2 separate regions of the Mus musculus genome follow, and region 1 is linked to region 2. A link is a contact called in public Hi-C data. All regions are on one chromosome and are shown on one strand. The core of a region is the stretch at or near the end of the contact, and the rest is flanking DNA. Distances in the headings are between cores, read along the strand shown. Region 1 overlaps Astn1 (astrotactin 1). Region 2 overlaps Sec16b (SEC16 homolog B (S. cerevisiae)).

Region 1 (3,201 bases), core at 696-3,195, 990 kb after region 2:
CTTTGGGGAACTGAACAGCCCTTTCACAGGGATCGCCTAAGACCATGGGGAAACATGGATATTTTTGTTATGATATGTGACAGTAGCAAAATTACAGTTACGAAGTAGAACTGAAAACAATTTTATGGCTGGGAGTCAGCACAAACTGAGGAATTGTATTTAAGGATCACATTAGGAAGGTTGAGAACCGCTGTCTTACATCACGCCCTCTTCATGGGTCACAGCTGCCATTTTACAGGCCATTGTAAGGTATTTTTAAATTATCAACCAAACAGTGGCGTCTACTTAAAATGTATGGCTATTACTTTTCCTAATGGCCCCTAAGTTGTAGATATAAATACTAATTCTGTAGTAAATGGAACTTGTAGATATTTCCTTCAGCCTAGCGAAGGTGTGACAATCAGGGAATCACCTTGGAGAGTTGATTTTTATTCCTGAGGCTCCCCTCAGAAGGTGGCATTATCACCCTGAGCTTGCGTCTGGCCACATCACCATGAGAAGATCAAATAAATTACTACCTGGCTCATGGTTATGTGGAGCCAAGAGTTGAGTCCAAGGCTGGGAGGCTCTGAAACCCATCCCCCAGCGTACTGCTCTCCTGAGGACTTAAGGAAGATCAGCTCTTAAGACTGTCAGAGCTAAAACAGGCTTCCCACTAATCCAGCTGGTCACACAGCTGATTAATGTTGAATTATCTGGGATCAGGTCTCCTGATGGCAGCTTGTGCATTATTTCCTCTTCAATGAACTCTTTCTTCCCAGCTTCGGACAACCACTTTTAATGGCCTCTAGGGGTTTCACGGTCAAATGTAAAAGGTGTTTTACTACCTGAAGTACAGAAAAATGAGGGTCTCTGGGAGAGAATACCAAAACTAATTATACGGGGTCAGGCATTAGTTTGCAGAGAGAGAAGAACAAACGTAAGGGGTATAACTTGGTAAACACACTGATATAAGATGTGTCCCTGCTCTAGGAGTATCTGTAAGATAACAATGTCATGAGGCAGGGTGTTAAGGACTTTGAAGTAGATATAACCAGGAAATTGGATGAAATAAAAGAAAGAGGAAGGCTGAGCACGTGCTATTGATGTATGGGCACCACAGGCATCTCTGCATTGCCTGGCTGATGGAGAAAATCCTGTACAACATACCTGGTGATGTGGGGTATGAATAACTGATCTCTGGGGGTTTCCCCAAGGCTTCTTTCCTCTATGCAGTTTATAGAGTGCTGCATCCACCCCAGTGCTCTTACCCACTGAGCCATCTCACCAGCCCTCTTCATTGTTTTCTACTGGCTTCTTTATTCTTCATTTGCTTCCCTCTTCAGCTATGCCCACCCCAGCCTTCTCTTAGCATTCCAATTTCCCTTCTGTGCTTTCCCTGCCACCACATCCTCGCACTCACTCCCCGCTCACTTTATCCCTCTGAGCATTCATCCTCATCTTCTCTTCCTCTTCTTTCTATGGAGCCTGGTATATTGCACGCCTCTGCTCTTCCTTCTCTCGGCCTCCAGAACAGAAGATGAAATTTGCCACTCTGACAAAGAGAACAAAAGCCAAAAGTCCCTACTAAAGTTACAAGGACAGCAATTTTTCTTTTTAGGGGATTTTAATTTTAAAATGAGAAAAAAAATTTTTTTCAGCCTCCTCCTCCTCCCCCAACCCCTGCTGTGCTCGCACTGCTGTGAGCCTCAGGGAAGGCTGGGAGCATCCAGAGAGGGACAGCCAGATAAAAAGCTGCTCCTTGGTTCAGAACATTTCTGCGCTCCTGTTCCCTCCCATCCTCGCTCCTTTTGACTGTGTTTGTCTGGGATCCAGGCAGAAAATGGTAGAATTAGCATTTTTAATAAAGGAAACTGGAGAAAAGGGAGGCAGCTCAGGAAAGCTGAAGGAGGGAAGGAAGCCCAAATCTACTGACAGTCAACACTCCCCTTTTAGAGCCAGAGAGAGCTCAAGGTGGGGGCAGGGGAGGCAAGCAAGAGAAGCCAGAGTTTGGAGTTTACAAGAAGTACTCAGGCTGATATAATTGGAGCTTTGAGCACAGGCAGAAACAGTTGGGAGGTGGGAAATTGCTGTGCTGGATTGAGTTTGGCTCAACTTGATACTGAGGCCCAGCTTTGTGAAATGGTTTCTAATTTAGCCCATTTTCTCTGTCTTCCTGGAATGAGCCATTATTCGTCCATTACCAGCAAAAAATCATGGTCCAAGCTAACCCCTTCTTTTCTTTTCTCCTCTTCCTCTTCTTCACTTGCTCTGTAGGAAAGCAGAAGAAATTCACCAGAGGCGGGGGACAACATGTACCCTTCATTTAAAAAGAGAAAGTGACCCCCACTTTCGGAGACCTGGTGTGACTGGCATCCTCTTCCCTCTTTCCCGTGTCACAGGCTATGGATGCAAAACTTTAATGGAGTTGCTAGGTTTGCGTTGTTTTGTGTGTTTGGCCATTGGACCTCCGCAGGATGAGGCTTAATTGGCTCTTTTCCTACCACTGAAAGGGATGGAAAATATCGCCAGGCGAAGGTTACTGTTTTCCAAAGAAAGTGGCAGTGATGAGATCTAATGCCTCTGACAGCTGGATAAAAAGTTGCTAAATAAGAATAAATTGAATGTCTAAGCCCACAGTCATTCAGAAGGTAACAGAAACCCCAAACACCGAAATGAAGCACCTTGTCACACACAGCATTCTTCTTCCACCACACTTATAACCCCATGGGAGTCAAAATAGTAGCAAATGTATTTCATTTTCTTAAACTCAATTCTGTAAAAGATCAGGACAAGTCAAAACTGGGTGAATACTCTTTTTTTTTTTTTCCTTTGACCTGAGTTTCAGCCTATTAAATACTTAAGACCTCTTCCTTGGTGCAGTGTCAACTGGGTAATTGCGGACATCTCACATATTTAGACTTGATGCTAATCCTGCAGCATTAACAAAAGAGTGACTGCCACAGCCAGTGTTCCTTACATATGGATTTGACCATTTTAGCCTCATTCAAACAGACAGTAGAATGTGTATGTTTGTATAAATTCTTATTTCCATCTGGCCTATATATCTTATTCCTGAAATTTGATTTCTTTCATCAGAAAGCTATCCTACCTTCCCTTGTTCTTGCAGTGATGACCTGGTATAGATACCAGGCATCTAAATGTTAAATAAATAAGATTAAAATAAAATATGTAAGATCCTTACATCAAAGAACATTTCTT
Region 2 (3,238 bases), core at 541-3,040:
ATGTCCTACTTTACTTAGGTATAGGCATCTTGTCTCGATTCTCAGCCCCAGGAATGACCATGACTTTTAGAAAATTCCCAATGAAAAACTCATCAGGGGGACGTGAAACAGCACACAGCATCCTGGTTGTGGCTGATGAGAACTGAAATGCAGGATCTGAGGTCAGAAACACTGATGCAGGAGGGAAGGAAAGGGAGATGTCACAAGAACTCCCCTGGTTTATTCATATCAGGTTTCCGCTCTGACCCTGGGGTCCACTATTTAACTCTCTGTTCTACTCAGACACTGGGTCCCACAGGGTGTGCCTCACGCCTGGGCTCTTGTTCTCCTCCTGCAGCTGGAAAAGGGCTTGTGGAGGCATCTCACTTCTGCTATCTCATGGCTCATGTGCCCTTTGGTCACTATACGGTGAAGACAGATCATCTGGCCTTGGTGGGCAGTAGCCACAGGTACGTATGTGACTTTTGTAAAGATGATTTGCACGGGTTATTTTAGCCCTTACTGGGTTTCATGGCTTCACTACTCATTTTCTTGTGTAAATTTCCGCTACTGCCCGCTCTTCCTCTCTATCTTCTGCATTAGTCTAGGCAAGGTGACCAGAGGGTGCCACATCACACCACCAGAGGGCCTTTGGTGCTGTTAGTGCTCTTGGTGTGTGTTGAACTCTTCTGGCCACTGGGTGGCAGCCTAGCTCCACAACCAGAGATAACATAGAAAAATGAAGTTTACAATAGTATATTTTGGGCAGCCCTGGGCTTATTCTAGGAGCCTACTTTTTGGGGCCTCCATACTACTTCAATATATTAATTTGGAGCACAAGCTCTTTGGAACCTTCTGCATCAGTCACTTGTTTTCTGGTAGCCACATATCAGGGTGTTTCCCCCCCCCCCCCAAGGACCCCAAAGCCCTGGAGAAAGAGTGAGTTGAAGCAGATAATCTTACCCTGGGTGGTCCTCACTGTTCTGGATCTTTCTACCTCTTTCTCCTTAATAGTTGTGATTTCTGAGCAGTCATGGTATTGCGCTCCTAGAATTCTAGCAGTCAAGAGGTATAGACAGGGGGATTGTAGCAAGGCCAATGCTAGCCAGGGTGGTGCAATGAGTTCTAGGCTAGCCAGCCAGCCAGGGCTACGAACCTGTCTCAAGAGAGAGAAAGAAGACATTTCTGAGATGCAGAGCTATCAGTGTCTTTGCAATGTTTGCTTTGTTACAGATTTACTTTATAAAAAGGTAACTGCACCGGGGAAGCAAGGTATTGAGGGATTGAAAGCCTTGTCTAAGGTAGCCTCTCGGGTGCACCATCAGGATGGACTTGGAGTCTAGACAGTAAGGTTGCAGGAGCAAAAGTTGTAGCTGATATTCCTAATCCTCTACCACCATAGCAATCGGTGCTCCTCACAGATTCTTCTCTTGAGCCTGGGCTCAGATAGAAGAGTCATCTTCTCAAGGCAGTCTGTCTGGGCTAAGCAAGCCCATAAAGGTACCTCGCTTCCTATAGCCCATGTTCATGACTCCTGGGGGAGTTTCTTGAGATATGTTAGCTTCTGGAATTATTCTGATGACTGGAATATAGGGCACCTGGCAAGCTGTAGAGGGGAGACGGCAAGTGTGTGTGTGTGTGTGTGTGTGTGTATGTGTGTGTGTATCACATTCACCTGTTTTCTTTCCTCACTGGCCGGATGAACTTCCTGTGCAAGATCTGTCATTTCTTTCTGGCTCCATTGTCCTCCCCAGTCTGTGCCAGGCCATCTGTGGTGCTCCTGGACTCCACGGCTTCCTCTTTTGCACTTGGCAAGCTCAGGCTGCTCTGTCTTTCCTGGGGCATGCCAGGCTGAGGGCTGAGGGCTGAGGGCTGAGGGCTGAGGGCTGAGGACTGAGGGCTGAGGGCTGAGGGCTGAGGGCTGAGGACTAGTTTTTAGGAGGTTGAAGTGGGAGGTGTTGAAGGGGGATGTTAAGGGAGGTGCAGAGCCTCCTCCTCACAAGCAGGCTCTTCTAGAAGTGCTGGCACTCTCACTTATTGCCCAAACCTAAAGAGATGGAGGTCAAGGAGGAAGTGCAGTCTATCTTGAGCCCACAGGCTCTTTCCTCTTATAGACCTGCCTGAGAGCAGCATCTCCGCCTCACCTCTGTTCTTGTTATTCCCTGCTTTTAGTCAAGAGTTTATGAAATTTGCAACAATTGAGGCTATCCAGCGGACGGAAATCTTCGAGTACTGCCAGATGCTGGGCCGCCCCAAATCCTTCATCCCTTCTTTCCAGGTAACTGAACCCCGAGGGGGGCGGGGCGGGGCGGGGCGGCCATCAGCGATGCTGTGTCTAGGTTGTGGGCAGCCAGGTTCTTAGCCTTGCTGTTTGGCACCTGGTACCACCGGCCAAGTCATCTCCTGCATTTGTCCTCTTTAACGGGAGTGCGGGAAGGCTTAGGGTTTCTTTTTATGTTCCCGGAAGGTCAGAATTTTACAGCATGAAAGCAAACGGTTCAGAAGTCTTTGCTGGAGGCATACATGCGGAAATCTTGCTGCAGTTCTGCCCCTCCCTCCCTTCCTGTCCTCCTGCTGCCCTGGGCTCTTCTCTCCTAGCACTTCCGCTCAGCTCCTCCTCAGCTCCTACAGCCCTCTGGTCCCTCTGACAGCTCACCTTCTGACCACTCCCCCTTTCTCAGGAGCTTCCCTCCTGCTCTGGCCTTAGTCCATTCTCTCTTTCTTCTCAGGGTTTCAGTTGTATAGGTGGCAACCGCACTGCCAGGCTCTTTTCTCTCCCCTCAGCCCCTCTGTTTGGCATCTCGTTGCTACCCTATGTCCGTAGGCATCGCGTCATCCTCCAGTCCGATCCCCTATGTGTTTTGAGACCTGCTACCCAGTGGCCTTTTCTCGCGTCTCTTGCTGGTGTGGAGTGTGAACTTCACTGAAGCCTTGCAGCAAACTGGCATAAAACCGAGGTAGTTTGTTTCTGGGCTGGGAATAGGACTATCTCAGCCACAGCACTGACTCCAAGGTCCCCATCTCCCATTCACTCGACACTACTCTGTATTTTCTTTCCCTTTTATGGGAAGGTACCTTTCTTTTCTGCCTTAAGTACCTTCTTCAGGCCTGAGACCTTGTCTAAATGGATATCCTCAAGGTCCGCTGTTGAGAATGTACACAGCTACAATAGCAACGCACACTCAACACAGAACACACGTAACCTTGGGAATGAGTCCCTGTATTGTAAATACATGACCCATTTAGCCTCTCCTTTCTG

The links. A called contact is a pair of places that touch in the nucleus more often than the background predicts.
Region 1: a Hi-C map of cerebral cortex shows a contact between it and region 2, with 5 times the contacts expected there. The contact joins two enhancer-like sites. A contact is called at or near these places in 1 of 484 Hi-C or Micro-C datasets (cerebral cortex) and 2 of 115 datasets of contacts at active chromatin or transcription factors (astrocytes and embryonic basal ganglia).

The regions. Positions count from the first base shown.
Region 1 is chr1:158,546,051-158,549,251 of GRCm38.p6, forward strand. All of the region lies in intron 8 of Astn1 (astrotactin 1), which reads left to right. The region is part of intron 1 of Gm37679 (a long non-coding RNA gene); the gene reads right to left. Among named protein-coding and RNA genes, the nearest start is that of Gm37679, 6.8 kb to the right of the region's middle. Within about 2 kb of position 1,946, at least 46 of the 459 cell types and tissues checked have an H3K27ac peak or open chromatin away from gene starts, as enhancers often do. A contact at or near this core is called in cerebral cortex, where this site is marked.
Region 2 is chr1:157,552,596-157,555,833 of GRCm38.p6, forward strand. It overlaps Sec16b (SEC16 homolog B (S. cerevisiae)), which reads left to right. Exons shown (of 26, transcript NM_001159986.1): 14 at 338-449; 15 at 2,152-2,257. Among named protein-coding and RNA genes, the nearest start is that of Sec16b, 28 kb to the left of the region's middle. Within about 2 kb of position 1,791, at least 50 of the 459 cell types and tissues checked have an H3K27ac peak or open chromatin away from gene starts, as enhancers often do. A contact at or near this core is called in cerebral cortex, where this site is marked.